Regions from separate parts of the Mus musculus genome. Here all the other regions are linked to region 1. The links are chromatin contacts, called in public promoter capture Hi-C maps. All regions are on one chromosome and are shown on one strand. The core of a region is the stretch at or near the end of the contact, and the rest is flanking DNA. Distances in the headings are between cores, read along the strand shown. Region 1 holds the start of Coq10b (coenzyme Q10B). Region 2 holds the start of Aox1 (aldehyde oxidase 1). Region 3 holds the start of Hibch (3-hydroxyisobutyryl-Coenzyme A hydrolase).

The links. Promoter capture Hi-C pulls out the DNA fragments that hold promoters and counts their contacts.
Region 2: a promoter capture Hi-C map of liver shows a contact between it and region 1, with 4 times the contacts expected there. The contact joins the promoter of Aox1 here to the promoter of Coq10b in region 1. A contact is called at or near these places in 3 of 39 promoter capture datasets (hippocampal neurons and liver) and 1 of 115 datasets of contacts at active chromatin or transcription factors (astrocytes).
Region 3: a contact with region 1 is called in a promoter capture Hi-C map of liver, with 5 times the contacts expected there. The contact joins the promoter of Hibch here to the promoter of Coq10b in region 1. A contact is called at or near these places in 2 of 39 promoter capture datasets (both in liver) and 1 of 9 other capture datasets (liver).

Annotation. Positions count from the first base shown.
Region 1 is chr1:55,050,157-55,055,326 of GRCm38.p6, forward strand. It overlaps Coq10b (coenzyme Q10B), which reads left to right and starts at 2,614. Exons shown (of 5, transcript NM_001039710.1): 1 at 2,614-2,834. The coding sequence starts at 2,719.
Region 2 is chr1:58,026,790-58,031,959 of GRCm38.p6, forward strand. It overlaps Aox1 (aldehyde oxidase 1), which reads left to right and starts at 3,180. Exons shown (of 35, transcript NM_009676.2): 1 at 3,180-3,269. The coding sequence starts at 3,228.
Region 3 is chr1:52,842,871-52,848,040 of GRCm38.p6, forward strand. Hibch (3-hydroxyisobutyryl-Coenzyme A hydrolase) reads left to right here and starts at 2,168. Exons shown (of 14, transcript NM_146108.2): 1 at 2,168-2,274. The coding sequence starts at 2,240.

The DNA.
Region 1 (5,170 bases), core at 1,364-3,863:
ATCACCTTCATAAATTACCTAGTCTCAGATGTTATTTTGGGAGAATGGGACAGGATGCACACCAGGCAACTTTACTACTGAATTCAAACCCCAGACCAGGCATTCTGTTATGACAACACAAACAGATGAACATGATAATGAAACTCTGGTAAGTCTTACAGGACAAAGAGGAGTTAGGTTAAGGAAGAGAGATAGGAGAGAGGATAGAAACAGGAAAAGAGGGTAAGGAATTGAGTAAATACTATTGTTTTACATTTATTTGTATATTTATGTATACACATGCACATGTGTGTGATTATATATATGAATACATTCAGTATCACGGTCTCAGAGGTCCACCTGCCCATCCTATATAAAATATTAGTCTTCTGTCATCCCAGCTATTTAGTAAGCTGATAGAGGAGGATTCCCTGAGCTCAAGAATGGGCATGAGAGAGGCTTTGTATAAATCAGGATAAACGAATAAAAACAGCAACCCACCTAATTTATTTATTTAATGTTTTTTTCTTCTCTTTCCTTCTTCTTACAGTGATTTTAAAATATTTACTTATTTATCTATTTAGTGTTTTTCCAGACAGGGTGTCTTGGTGTAGCCCTTGCTGTGTTGGAACTCATTCTTTAAACTGAGCTGGCCTCAAACTCACACAGATATGCCTGCCTCTGCCTCCTGAGTGCTGGGATTTAAGTAAAGATTAATTTTTATTTGTAAAGCTTTTAAGAATTTATAGCATGTGTTGTCAGGCTTAGCCAAAAGCACCTTTATCTTGAGAGACCTCCCTAGTCCTTACCCTTAGTGTGTGTGTGTGTGTGTGTGTGTGTGTGTGTCAGTGCCTGCAGAGAACAGGAGAGGTTAACAGATATCCTCGAACTGTTACTGATGTTGTGAGCTGCCTAACATCAATTCTGGCAATGGAACTGGTCTCCCCTGCAATAGCAGCTCTTAGTTGTTGAACTATCTCTCCAGCTACATCATCATTTCATTTTCAATGTTTTTAAGCATCTCCCTGTGCAGTTCAATCTAGCCTGGGTAGTTTTTCTTTCAGTATCTCTAGTGCCAGGATTACAGGCACAGCACACTGTGCTCTACTCTTTTTTTTTTTTTCTCCACATCTTAGGGTTTCTATTGGTATGAAGAGACACCATGACCAAAGCAACTTTTTATAAAGGACAACATTTAATTGAGGCTGATTTCAGAGGTTCTGTCCATTATCACGGCACGAAGCATGACAGTGTACAGTCAAACATGTCCTGGAGAAGCCAAGAGTTCTACATCTTGACTCAGAAGCAGGTGGGAAGAGATGCCCTTTTCCAGGCAGCCAGGAGGAGGGTCTCTTCTGCTCTGGCCAAAGCTTAAGCTTTGGACCTCAAAGCTCACTCCTACAGTGACTCACCTCCTCCAACAAGCCCAAACCTACTCCAACAATGCTACACTTCCTAATAGTACCACTTCCCATGGGCTAAGCATATTCAAACCACCACATACAAGTCACATAATTACCCGATAATGCAGTACACATTAGTTCTATCTTCCCTTTTGGAATATGAGCTATGTGAGGAGACAGACTCATTCACACCTCCAACATCTAGTAAGTCTTTCAAAATATATTATTGCCTATGTTTAACCAACAATCTCATTTATTCCTCAAGCTCTGCTAACCAAATGCAGCAGGCAGGATGGCCTACTGGGTAGAACTTGCTGTGCAAGTCTGATGACTCAAATTGAATCTCCAGGAACCCACATAAAGATGGAAGGTGAAGAGGTGACTTCACAAATGTGCCGTCTGACTTTCATAAGCCAAACACACATCACACACGTACATTCATATAGTAATAAAATATAATTCTATTTTTTAAAAAACTGTATTAGAGTCAGTGAGATGGCTAATCATTTAAAAAAAAACAATCGCTATGCAAGCCTGTTAAGTGAGTTCTTATTCCTTAGACCCACATGGGAAGACTCTGACCTTCACATATGCGTTTGTTACGTGTGCCCCTCCCTTATATGTAAGTCAGGACCTCATCCAATCCCTGAATGTGGCAAGCAAAATTGTTGCTTTGTATAGAATGAGAAAAACCTGGATCATAAAGGCAACACTACACCATATCTTGGCCACGTATGAAGAAGGCAGCTAGAACTGACAGGTCACTGGGCCTGTTCGGGGCGGTATGACCCGAAGTTGCTCTCTGAACAACACCTCAGGGTCAGCACAGCAGGTACCGTTTGAGATCGTCAATACACAGTAAAATCTGCCAGGCTCGGCAGCAGGAGCGAAAACACGCTGGGCCAGCGCTGGGTGGGGTGGGTGTGGGAGGCAGTTACATAATTAGCCAGCTCCTGGGCTTTCCTCCCCCGGCAGGGCGGCCCTCACGAGCCGAGCCTCGAGACTCGACCCCAAATAGCTCCAGGAAAAAACCCGGACCGTAGGTGAACCCAGGAGTTCGTCACGAAGATTACATAAGTGGCAGACTCCTGGCAGGAGCAGAGCGTGTCCCGGAGATCCGCGCCCCGATTGGCTGTCCCGAGGCGGCACTGGACACGTGCGTCAGCCTAGCGTCAGCGTGGCGTCATGGGGTTGGGAGGGACTTAGTGGGAAGAGGCGTGTCCAGCTGCTCAGAGGGCTCCCGGATTGGCTGAGAGGCGCAGGAGCCGTCCCTCCAGGCCGGCCTGAGGGCGGCGCCTCGTTCCGGGTGCCCGCGTTGGCTACCGGCTTCACAAAGATGATCATGGCAGCTCGGACCAGTCAGAGGGCCCTGGCGAGGGTGGCATCGGGGTGCCATCCGAAGTCGACCACCGTGACGGAAGCCCCGGCGCGGGGGTCTGCGCGCGACGTCAGGTAGCGAGCGGAGGTTTTCCGGGCGGCGGGTTCGGGACGGGCCTGTGGCCGGGGCGCTGACCCTAGTCGGCTCCGGAGACCCGGGGCGCGGCGCTCGGCCGGCTGGTCTGCGTGCACCTCATATTATCGGGGTGAGTCAGCGACGAGACGGCCGTGGGAGGACGGACAAGCAGCCGGGTCTCCGGCTCCCGCCCTTCCGGTCTCCAAGAGGTGGGCGGCGGCCGTCGGGAAAGTTTAACTGCGCCCGAGAGCGCCGGCTCCCGGGCCGTGGGAGTGCGTGTCCTGGCGGTGAACCGCTTGTCAGACGCTCTCTCACTTGCTGTGGAGTTCTTTGACCCCGGCCACTCAGCGCTTGCAAAATGAAACACAGCCAACAAAGAGGACCTGTTGTTTTTTTCACTACACTGTAACTTTGAGGTCCTGTAACCTTGAAGATGGCTCTGTCCTCGGTTTTCCTGCTTGGTCCTTTAGGTGGAGATGAACCTAGAGACCTGAAGGACACTATAAGTCTACAATGCAGTTTTCTATTACAAATAAGACTGTAATAAAGTATTCTCAAAAATTAAAATTAACTCAGAGTGGCGGCTCACACCTGTAATTTTAGCAATAAAGTCAAGTAAGTATCGCGGTGGGTTCAAGGCCAACCCGAACTACAAAGTGAGCCCCTGTCTCAGGACCAAAAGAAAAGAAAATTGGTATTTGAGATGAATCAATATGTATACATTACAGAGGAGAAAGTCCAACTCTTGCCTGGGTTTCAGAACATTTTGGTTGAATGAAGACTTTAAAATGTCAGCCAAGAGGCCAGGTCTGGTGCTTTGGAGGCCAGCCTGGTCTGTGTAGCTAGTTGCATATCAGCCAGAGCTACAAGGTAAGATTTGTCTCAAAAACAAACAGAAACTAGCAGCCATGCTTCATCTCCAAATCTTACACAAACATGTTGAAACTGTGAAATCGGGTAGTTTATCCTCAAAAGATAGCTTTTCAAGCAGGACATACTGCTTATATTACTGATTAAATGTTGCTTTGCTGCTTATGGTCCGAGGCTCATGCTCAGAAAGTCCATACCAGCCTCAGCCTGGGAAATACCAAGTGACTGGATCTAAAAAAAAAAAAGGCAACAAAAATGGTATATAAATGCATAAAAGTATTACATTATCTTGTGTTCTGGCCTTTAATGTAATATGTTATTTGAGAGAGTAGTTTTGGAATATTAGTGATTACAAAGTCTGTTTTCAATATGTTACAGTACTCACTTGTTAGCTTGACTGTGTATGTAGCTAGTTGTATGGGGCAGTTGAAGGGAGAGGTGCTGGATCTAACCCAGGGCCATGAACATGTCAACCAGCTCTATCATTGAGCTCTCAACCCCTAACGCTTAATAGTGTGTGAAATAGATGTATTGCCCAGAGCAGTATAACCAAATAGGCATACTGATCAGGAAACCTGTTAATTTGTTTTAAGCATATGTGGTTTTCTTAGGAGTATGATCAGGATTAGGTAAGGGTATCTTGTGGGGCTTAAGAAACCAATGTATGAATTTGTTACAAAACCTGGTATTGTATATAAATTTCCCACTCAACTTGACTCTAAGTTCTTCTCTTTAGGAACAGGCATCTTAGTAATTTTTGTGTGTCTTTCTTCTGGCAGGAATTCAGGGCCTTATGCATGGTAGGCAAATGTTCTGCCTGTGAGCAACATTTTTTTTTTTTTTTTAAGAGACAAGAGTCCCATGGTGTAGCCCTGACTGGCCTGGAACAGGCAGAGATCCACCTGCCTCTTGAGTATTGGGATTGAAGACAAGTATGCCATCATACCTGGACCCTCTATTATCTAAGAACAAGTCTCATATATACCTTCAACTCCAGCTCCAGGAGAGCCAAGGCCTCTGGCCTTCTCAGTCGCCATTACTCACAAGCACATACCCATACACAGACACATGCTCATAATTACAAATAACATTTTAAAAAGGCTTATTATCTAGGTTGGTTATGCATGCCTGTAATCCTAGCACTGGAGGAGACTGACACACAGGATTTCAAGGTCAAGCCTTTCCAGGTCTACACAGAATGAGATTCTGTCTCAAAAACAGAAGCAAAAGAGAAAGGAGGTAGAGGCAGGTGGAGTTTTGCTAGTTCAAGGCCAGCCTAGTCTACCTAGCAAGTTTCAGGCTAGCTAGGACTGAACCTAGAAAATGAACAGCTAGGCATTTTGCATACTAGGTTTTCATTTTGTGTGTGTGTGTTTGCTGTAAATTAATTTGGTACAGATTTTATGTTATTTTCATAAATGCTCATTGTCATCATATTTATGTTTGTTTGTTTTTCCCCCTTGGA
Region 2 (5,170 bases), core at 1,930-4,429, 3.0 Mb after region 1:
TAGCCTTGAACTCAGAAATCCGCCTTCCTCTGCCTCCCAAGTGTTGGGATTAAAGGCGCGTACCACTGCCTGGCCGAGATTTTAGTTCAGTTTTTTGTTTTTTTGTTTTTTGTTTGTTTTTTTTTTCTTTTTTGTTTCTTTCCTTTTTTTGTGACAGGGTTTCTCTGTATAGTCCTGGCTGTCCTGGAACTCACTCTGTAGAGCAGGCTGGCCTCAAACTCAGAAATCTGCCTGCCTCTGGTTTCTTTTTTACCATTAATAGCCAAATACCTGTAGAGCACCTTAAAAGTGGAAAGAGGGTTGATCCGTGGAGGCTTGTCCCTGCCAGGCAGATGGGTATGAGTGCTGGGACATATGGCAGAGAAAAGTAGGTCGTCTTAAAAAGGAAGCAGGGAGACTAGGGTCCTGTGACCCACTTTGTCCAGCTAGACCCACCTGCCAAAATAAGGCCACCAGCTGGGGAAACCAAATATTGAAAACACAAGCCTGGGGGGGGGCATTCATATCTGAATGATTACACATAATCACTTCATTGCAAGTTAACCACTATTTCACCTGTGATTAGCACAACTGGCAACTGGTTGGCCCTCAGTTTGACAAGTCTGGATAACATAGACTCTTTAAGTCGAGAGAAAAGTTACCACTGCTTAGTGAGTTTGAGATCCTTTTCCTAAGAAGTTAGCCTGCAGTTAGCCATTAACAAAAGTATCTTCTGCTGGATGGAGAACAGGGAGAAATAGCAAAAGGTGTAATTTTAAGACACCAGGCAGCTTCATGTACAGCTCAGCCGTATGAAGTGAAAGCAGGCAAGCCCGGGTTTTTCCTTGGTTACAATTCTCCAGGCTTTTCTGGCTTTTCTTATCTAGTCATGTCCATTTCCTGAGAATGTTTGGTAGTGCTGGCAACAGCGTCTTTGTCTTGTTTCTAAATTCTATGAGAATGCCTCTCCTGAAAAGGATGGTGACTTTTATGACCAGAAAACCTGTACTATAATCGCATTGCAGCATAAACCATTATTATTTTGAGTGGTTTTTGAAGAGTCGAGTGGTACTGACTTTGTCAAGCTGCTTGGCACTGACAGAAATTCGATTAGCACCCAACCAAGAGATAAAAGTCCGTAATCACTGTTCGCAGTACTCTAAAGAACTGAGAAAGCGAGAGGAAGGGAGGGGACCCTGGGGCACCACAGAAGGGACTGCAGGAAGAGAAAGGATGGAATTAAAAAGCGTGAGCCCCAGGCCTCTCCTGTTGCTGGTGTCCATGCCTTCATGGACACTGCTCTGCTACTCTGGAGCCAGCAGGTGCTGCCAGAGTGGCTGCTCTGAGTCCCCACAACCCAGACAATATGGCACATTTTCCTCATTGCCTTCCCTACGTCTAAGACCCTGCGTTGCTGAAGACTAAAGAGGCCTGGCAAGAGAGAAAGATGATTTGCAAAATCCTGGCCTTAAGGCAGAGTAGAGAAGTATGGGTGGGAATCCGAGTAACACTAATAGTGCACGTGTGCACACTCACATACACAATGGTCTAGGAATATTTATCAATGTACTGATATGAAAACAGCTATGGATCCTGAAACCTTGTGTTTTAGCCCTTTGCTTTGAAAAAGACTATCACCGTGTACCTAGGGTGGTTTGAAATAGCTTAATTTTTTAAATATGTATTTTATGTGTATGAATGTTTTGCCTGTGTGTCTGTATGCCTGTGTATGTGTGTGCATATGTGTATATGTACATGCGAATGCATGTGTGTGAGTATATGTGTGTATATATATGGGCATGTGTGTGTATGTGTGTGTGTGTAGGTGTGTGTGGGTGGGGGGGGGAGTAGATGTGTACATGTGCATATGCCAGGGGCCCTGGATCATTAGAAGAAGGAAATGAGATTCCCTGGAACTGGAGTTTCAGAAGACTGTGAATGTTAGGAATTGAATCTGTTAGAAACAAATGCTCTGAGCCACTGAGCCATCTCTAGTTAGTAAGATTTTAGAATGGAGATTATTGGCATCAGGAGAGTAAAAGAATTCTAGCTTTTAATCTGTTCATCTAATCTTTTAATCTCTTCACTATTGCTAAAGCAGAATGCCCCAAACTGGATACTTTATAAAGAAAACAGGTTTGTTCTAGTCCTGGGTCCTGGAAGCTCTTAACCTCTGAGCCATTTCCCCAGATCCTGTCAAACATAAAGTATTTTTCAAAAAAGAAAATGTTTGACAGATATGGAGGCTCACACACACCTTTGATTCCAGCACTCAGGAAGAGGCAGAAGCTGATAGAAGCTGTCAGTTCAAAGCCAGTAAATTCCAAACTAGCCATAGCTTTATAGTGATGCTTACACACACACACACACACACACACACACACACACACACACACACACACACACATACACACACGTTTTCTGTCTACTGGTAAAACACTGTCTGAAATGTGCTTAAGATCCTTGGGAAGCAAGGAGGTGTTAGCCACTTACTGTTAACCACTCCTGGAATTGCTGAGATGTGGTTTCTTCTCCTCTACCTACAAACGGGAAGTTTTCACAATAAAAATGTTGTGTAGTGGTGCATACCTTTAATCTCAGCACTCAAGGGGCAGAGGCAGGTGGAGATCTGTGATTTCGAGGCCAGCCTGGTCTACAAAGAAGAGTTCCAAGACAGCCAGGCTGTTACCCAGAGAAACCCTGTGTGAATGGGTATTGAGGGGTGGGGATGTTGTATTGCATGAATAAAATAACCTAGGGAGATATACTAAGGCCTGGAAAATAATTTGGTCTCATTTGAGACTTGCCAGGTTTTATAAAGTGGATTCTAAAATATAAAGAAAGCCAAAAAGTGAGGTTAAGGGCGCAGGACTCTTGGGAAGTGACTCAGCAGTACAGCCAGGCTGCCTTCCCCCTAAACAAACGAGAGGATTCTGGAAACCACTTCAATAAGCAAGCATTGGCACAGATACTAGAGCAATGACTCAGGACTTCCTGAGGCTGGCCGCCCAGCTACCCCTCTCTCCCATCGATGCCAAAACCCAAAGATTTCAGCTTGTCTCCCACGCTGGCACACTCTGTAGTGTCAGGAGAGTTTTCCCTTTAGGACCTCTGCAGCATTGGCTCTTCCAAAACTTTCTGGGAGGGTGGAGACTTAGAAGCACAGACAAGCCCCGCCCTGTAGCCTCGGGCAATTTATTCTCTGCAAGGACTGGCGCTGCTAGGGACCTGCTAGGGACCTCGGAGTCATGGACCCCATTCAGCTGCTCTTCTACGTGAATGGCCAGAAGGTGAGAGCCCGCGGGTAGGCAGACTCCTGCACCACCCCGGACCCCAGTTCTGGGCCCTATCCCAGCCTGCGCCCTGCTTTCGCTGAAACCTTAGCATGGGGTCTCATTGGGTCCTCAGCATAGGAATCTGCATTATAAAACTCAAAGGAGATCAGATTATTTTTCAGACCTTTCGCATCACGACCAGCGCATGGAAGACTAAGAATTTCAGAATGTCTGAATCCCAGGGCCTCTCCCTTCCGGACGGGGAGCATCCAGACCTTCCCTCCCTTAAAGCCTCCGGCTGATAAGATCTTCCAGCACAATTAAATAAGTAGCCTCAAGTCTCTGCTTGTCTGGGTGAGCAATACCCAGCTTTAACAGGGCCACAGAGGTGCACTGGTTCTAGCTACTCTGTGATTTTTCAACTTGGTGAAGCCAAAGCAAGTTCCTGGCACAGCACAGCTTGCCAGAATCAGGGGCTCCTGCCGAGTGTGGCATTTTGTTTTATTTGTGTGTGTGCCTTGGCTCTGAAGACTTTTATGGCGGCTCCAGGCAAATCCTGTTGCTTGGGGACAGCAAAGCCTCTGGGCATCGTTTAAAGCAGCCGTCTGGGCAGTGGCCCAGCTCATCTGGAGTGTTCTCTGTGTAAACTGATAGCACTTTGAGTGGGGGGTGGAGAGCTGCTGTCCACAATGTCAGTTCCGCCCTTTGGATCCCGCTGTGTTCCCTGTGTCTGGCTAGGGACAGCCAGAGCCCTTGTTCTAGCTGGCACTGGCTGACCAACTGGAAGCCAAGGAAGGTTTAGCGCCAACCAGACCTTTCCTGTGTGAGGACTCTTCGGAGGCTATGAAGTTGAGTCACACTGCTGTAGTTTTGTAATGTGTTTTCTTCCTTGAAGAACAGGGTCTCCCAAATCATAGAAGCCCCCATTTAAAAAAAAAAAAAACCTTTATGAGTCCCTGCTTCATGGCCCTGAAGCGGGATAGATGGATCCTTAAATAGATGAAACCCATTAGCTGTCCCCCCATCTCCCCACAGGACTACCATGAAGGTGAACTAGAATAATGGGTGAAATGGCTGCCCTGTTCCTTCCGTTTCCTTTTGCATAACAGAAAAAGCTGGAGTGTATTCTGTCCTTACTAAACGAACGGAATCCATTGCCGCTCACTGGAGCCTCACTGCCTCTTGGAGGCAGACTCCAAGGCTACTAACAGGCCAACACTACTTATTGCGAAAAGAGCAATCATGAATATCCATTGTGTGTTTTCATGAACATCCTAACAGATACTAAGCTATGTTTAAGCTTATGGGATATAGCAAACCACAGAAAGGATGCGACCCCTGCTGGTGAGGGGTTGACACTGCTACACTGCTGGGGAAACAGCCAACAGGCATATAAATAAATGGAGAGAGTGTGGTGTCAAGCAGCGGCAGGTGCTGGCATGAAAACGGAGTGATGAGCAGAAACTGATGGGGTGGATGGAGGGGATGCGTTGACCTTTCAGATCAGGGGGCATTGGAGCAGTGTCTGGGATGAAGTAGGACCCAGTCAAGCGCGTGCACACAGACACATACACACAAACCACATATAGACATATATGTATACAAATGCACACACACAAACACTCACATATGTATATGTGTATACAAATACACACACACACACATATATGTGAAAGGAATTTCAGGTAGAGATATCCAGGTGCAAAGGTCCTGGAGCAGAAGAATGTTTGTTTACATATGATGGGAATAGATTGCTAGGGCTGGAGGTGTGGTCAGGAGCCAGGGTACAGCTTTATAAATGATGCTAAGAGTCTAAAGCAAGACAGCAGCCATGTTGAGTCTGAGGTCTCCTCCCTCCTCCCCCTCATCCTCCCTCTCCTGCTTCCAAACAGCAGGGTTCTTAACAAGCACACAAC
Region 3 (5,170 bases), core at 918-3,417, 2.2 Mb before region 1:
AATGACACAGTTCCTCTAACAAGGCTACACCTACTCCAACAAGGCCACACGTCCAAATAGTGCCACTCCTTTGGGCCAAGTATGTTCAAATCACCACAGTGGACAGTTAAATATGGGGTTTATTTAATAAGCTGCTTTCCAGAACAGGTATGTTTTCACTGATATTTCTAGTTTGTGAGCATTCTCTTAATCAGATATTTTGTCTCAGAGGAAGACTGAGGGATCTGTAACTTTTCTGAAGATAATTAGCAATGTTTCGAAGCAAGTTCAGCTATGTAGAGTACTAAACTCTGGTCTTTCCTCAATGTCAAATGCATCTCATATGTTTCTGACTCAAAGAACATTTAATTTACTTAGTTTTCCTAGACAGGGTCTTGCTGTGTAGCCCAGGTGACCATTCTGTTTCAGGTTTCTGAGTGCTGGAATTATAGGTGTGTGTCATCGGGTCTGGTTTAAATTTACCTTTTCATTAAAAAATTATTAAAATTACACAGCCAGGCATGGTGGCACATGCCTTTCATCCCAGCACTCGGGAGGCAGAGGCAGGTGGATTTCTGAGTTCGAGACCAGCCTGGTCTACAAAGTGAGCTCCAGGACAGCCAGGTCTATACAGAGAAACCCTGTCTCAAAAAACCAAAAAAAAAAAAAAAATTACACAAACTCCTTCAGATCAATTAATACCTGCTGATTAAACTTAAAAGCCAAACATAGATAATCAACTGGGCATTTCAAGACAGCCTAGTCTAGGGAGCAAACTCCTTTCCTTTCCATTTTTTAAAGTAAAAACCACTACCGTATTTATTGTTTCTCAATATTACAAAGAAAAGGCAATGCAATCTTTTTACATTAAATGTGGTAGTAAAAAAATTATATTTAAAGGTTTTTGAAATTTCTTATTAGATATTTTCTTTATTTACATTTCAAATGTTATCCCCTCTCTTCCTTTCCTTCTCCTATGGAAACCTCCTATCCCCTCCCCCTTCCCCCTGCTTCTGTGACAATGCTCCCCCAACCAACCAACCCCCCTCTCTGGCTTCCCCATCCTGGCATTCCCCTACACTGGGGCATCCAGCCTTCACAGGACCAAGGGCCTCTCCTCCCATTGATGCCTGACAAGGCCATCATCTGCTACATATGCACCTGGAGCCATGGGTCCCTCCATGTGTACTCTTTGGTTGGTGGTTTAGTCCCTGGGAGCTCTGGGGGTTCTGGTTGGTTGATATTGTTGTTTGTCCTATGGAGTTGCAAACCAATTCAGCTCCTTCATTCCTTTCTTTAACTCCTCCATTGGAGACCCTGTGCTCAGTCCAATAGTTGACTGTGAGCATCCACCTCTTTGTCAGGCTCTGACAGAGCCTCTCTGGAGATAGCTGTATCAGGCGCCTGTCAGCAAGCACTTGTTGGCACCTACAATAAAAAGTCTCTGGGTTTGGTGACTATATATGGAATGGATCCCCAGGTGGGGCATTCTCTGGATGGCCTTGCCTTCAGTCTCTGCTCCACACTTGCCTCTGTATTTCCTCCTGTGGGTATTTTATTTCCTCTTCTAAGAAGGACCAAAGCACCCACACTTTGGTCTTCCTTCTTCTTGAGCTTCTTGTGGTCGGTGAATTGTATCTTGCCGAGCCTTTGGGCTCATATCCATACTGTGTGTTCTTTTGTGATTGGGTCACCTTACTCAGGATTGATACTTTCTAGTTCCATCCATTTGCCTAAGAATTTCATGAAGTCATTGTTTTTAATGGCGGAGTAGTACTCCATTGTGTAAATGTACTACATTTTCTATCTCCATTCCTCTGTTGAAGGACATCTGGCTTCTTTCCAGCTTCTGGCTATTATAAATAAGTTTTTCTACTTTTCTCTTTGCTTTGGTTACTCACCTCTCAGCTTTCGTCTTGGCTCCTCCTCTTCCTCCTCCCCTCACTAGTTAACGCCCCTAGCCAGGACCCGCCCCACCTTTACCCGGCCTGGCCCTGTCTAGTGTGGCCCTGCCCACTGCTCTTGCTGGTTTCCTAACTGCTCCTGTTTTGCCCCGCCCCGCCCCGCCCGGCCGGGCCCGTGAGCGTAGCGCAGCGGAAGTGTAGGCGTTGGGCCGCTCTGGCCCACCGGAGGACTTGTCATCAGTGACCCCGGCTCTCCTCTGCTCTCATCGGCTGTGGGCGGGGCTGTGGGCGGGTCTAACTACCAGAGCCGGTGGAACCACTACACTCTGCTTCTTCTGCTCTTGGGTTTTTAGGCCATGGGGCAGCCATATGCGTGGCGGCTCCTGTCGAGGTGAGTTGGTGAGCAAGGCAGAGCTAAGGGCCGGCTTGGGGGAAAAGGCTCACAAGTGTCCCCGCAGGTCTCGCAGATCTAGTCGCCTTTGTATGGCAGCCTCTGCTTTGCTGCCCCGCGGCGACCTCAGCGGCGATCGCAACGACATGCGTCCTCTGACTTTGCTCTTTTTCTTGCAACAGCACCTTCATTTTCCGTCCTCTAGCATCTGTTAGGCCTTGACGTCCCACAACTTTCTCCCCCCTCCGTTTGTCTCCTATTTATTTTCTTTCTTGGAACTGGGCGCTGTGTGGGGACGTGCCACCTGATTTACTGTGTAGGGTATTTTCTTAAGTCACACAGAAATGACAGGTTGTGTACCTGGGCTCCGGGTAAGGAACTTGATTATTTCAGCTAGCAGTAGTAGCAGCGCAGGCAATTGGAACTCACAGAATAATGTTGTGACCATTTAGCGTGGCTTGACCGGAGCAGTGCAGATATTAACTTTCTAAGAGTGTCTCTCACTGCAATCGGACCTTGGCAGAAGGAAATGTGGTAGCACCCATTTTAGGAGCTTTGGCTAGTGTAATTCCTTTTCCCCAGTACCATACGCAAAAACTTCAATTTCCCCCCTGTGGAACTCTTCACTGAAGTACTTTTGGGCGATGAAATGTGTGCTGTTAGACATCTGTGCAGTCTAGGAGCATCTCAGACGTGGAACGCACCCTTGTTCCGTCTGCACGTTTCTTATGCCTTACAGTCTGTTGTGGAAGGTTCCTGCAAAGGCATAGAATGTTTCTTAGTTCTAAATGAGTAGTTACCAGTGGAGTTAGGGAGATGGTTCCGCGGTTTTAAGAGCCTATACTGCTCTTAAAGGACTGGCTAAGAGGACAAAGTTCTGCTTCCCGTGTGGCTCATAACTACCTTTAACTCCGTCTCCAAGGAATCTGATAGTTTCTTCTGGATCCATTGGACACTTGTACTTACATGGGCATACATATATACATAGTTAAAAACACATCTTAAGCCGCGCATGGTGGCGCACGCCTTGAATCCCAGTACTTGGGAGATAGAGGCAGGGATTTCTAAGTTCAAGGCCAGCCTGGTCTATAGAGTGAGTTCCAGGATAGCCAAGGCTACACAGAGAAGTCCTGTCTCAAAAAACAGAACAAAACAAAACATCTTAAAAAGAATAGTGCCTTTTTAGCAGAAAGCACCAACGATACTCAGGTATTTTTGTTACATGTAGAAGTTGCCTTGCTTCTCTTTTTTCTTTTGTGGTGAATAATAGCATCTGCTCACATAATCATTGTTGTTGCTTCTTGATGATGGCAAATTCTAAATTATTTGGGAACAATAATTTAGAGGCATGTATATTAACAAAGTTAACTTCATCTAGAAAGATTCTGTCATTACTGTGGTTCAGCTTGTCCCTATTTCACTCCACATTTCAACATGTAAAGTGCCAGGACCAAATTGGACAGTACTGATCTGAGGTCTCCCTTTCCTAGATCCAGTCCTGGGATAGCAAAAGGGATTGGAGACAAGGTCATGCAGTCAAGAGGAGCGGATTCCACAAACCTGGAGGGAGATCCGGAGAGTTTCTGGAAGGAAAGGGGCGGGTGTGCCTTGGTTGATGTGATTGGCTAATGCCATTGAACTTAGCCTTCCTTTGCTCCTCTGGTGCTGTCCTGTGTTCCTAACATTGCAGTGCCAGTTTAGCAGTTGGGTGGTTTTCTCTGTCTCAACAGCATTTCTTTAAGAAGAGAACTTTCAAATGTATTGTATAGTTGATTATTCTGAGTCCTATGCCGAATGCTTCAATTGTACTTCAAATGCAATTGAATTCAATTATATGTCAGCTAGATCTCTAAATGATCTCTATCACTCATTTTTGTCTTTTGTTGGATACTAAGCTATGAGTTTCATTGTGGCAGTTCTGTACACACTGTTTCTGTGTTTCTGTTGTTGGTTCTATCCCCACTCTCCTCCCCTGGCTGTCAGTGTGCTGGTCAGCCCTCCTCCTCTACTCCCTAGCTCTTCTGCTTCATGGCACTTTGGTCTTTTACTCTCATTCCCTCCCTACCATCCTGTAGCCTTCCCTTAAGAGATCCTTTTCTGCTCTCATGGTCCTGTTTTAGTTTAATGACCTACACTTACCATCAATCTCTCTCTCTCTCTCTCTCTCTCTCTCTCTCTCTCTCTCTCTCTCTCTCTCTCTCTCTAGCATCCACAGACATGCTGTATTTGTCTGAGCCTGGGATACATTGCTTAACATAGTGTGCTGACTAGCTTTCATGCCAACTTGATACTAGCTGGAATCATCTTAGAGGAGGGAATTTCAGTTCAGAAAATGCCTCCATCTGAGGGGGCTTTAGGTAATCCTGTAGGGCATTTTCTTAACTAGTGATTTACGTGGGAGGGCCTGGCTCTTTATGGATGGTGACATCCCTGTCCAGGTGGTCTGGGGTGTTAGAAGAAAGCATGCTTGTCATGAATATGCCATGACAAGCCCATAAGCAGCACTCCTACCTGGCCTGTTCATCAGCTCTTGCCTCCAGGTTCCTGTCCAGTTTGAGTTCCTACTCTGTCTTTGTCTTCCTTCAGTGATAGGAAAGTGTAAGCCAAATAAAGCCTTTGTTCCCCAAGTTGCTTTTGGTCTTGATGTTTCATCACAGCAATAGAAACCCTAACTAAGACACATGGTAACTTCCAGTTCCTGCTTTCCTGCCAATGTCATGGCTTTCCTGCTCTCAATTTCTGTTGTGCCCATGTGCCACAGTCTCCTTTATCTGAGTTATTGATGGCTGTCTAGGCTGCTTCCATTTGTTTGCTGTTGTGAATGATGCAGCAGGAAACAAGCACCCAGCATCATTTTGGTAGGGCCTGTAGCCTCCTACTGTTAGCTATTTCTCCC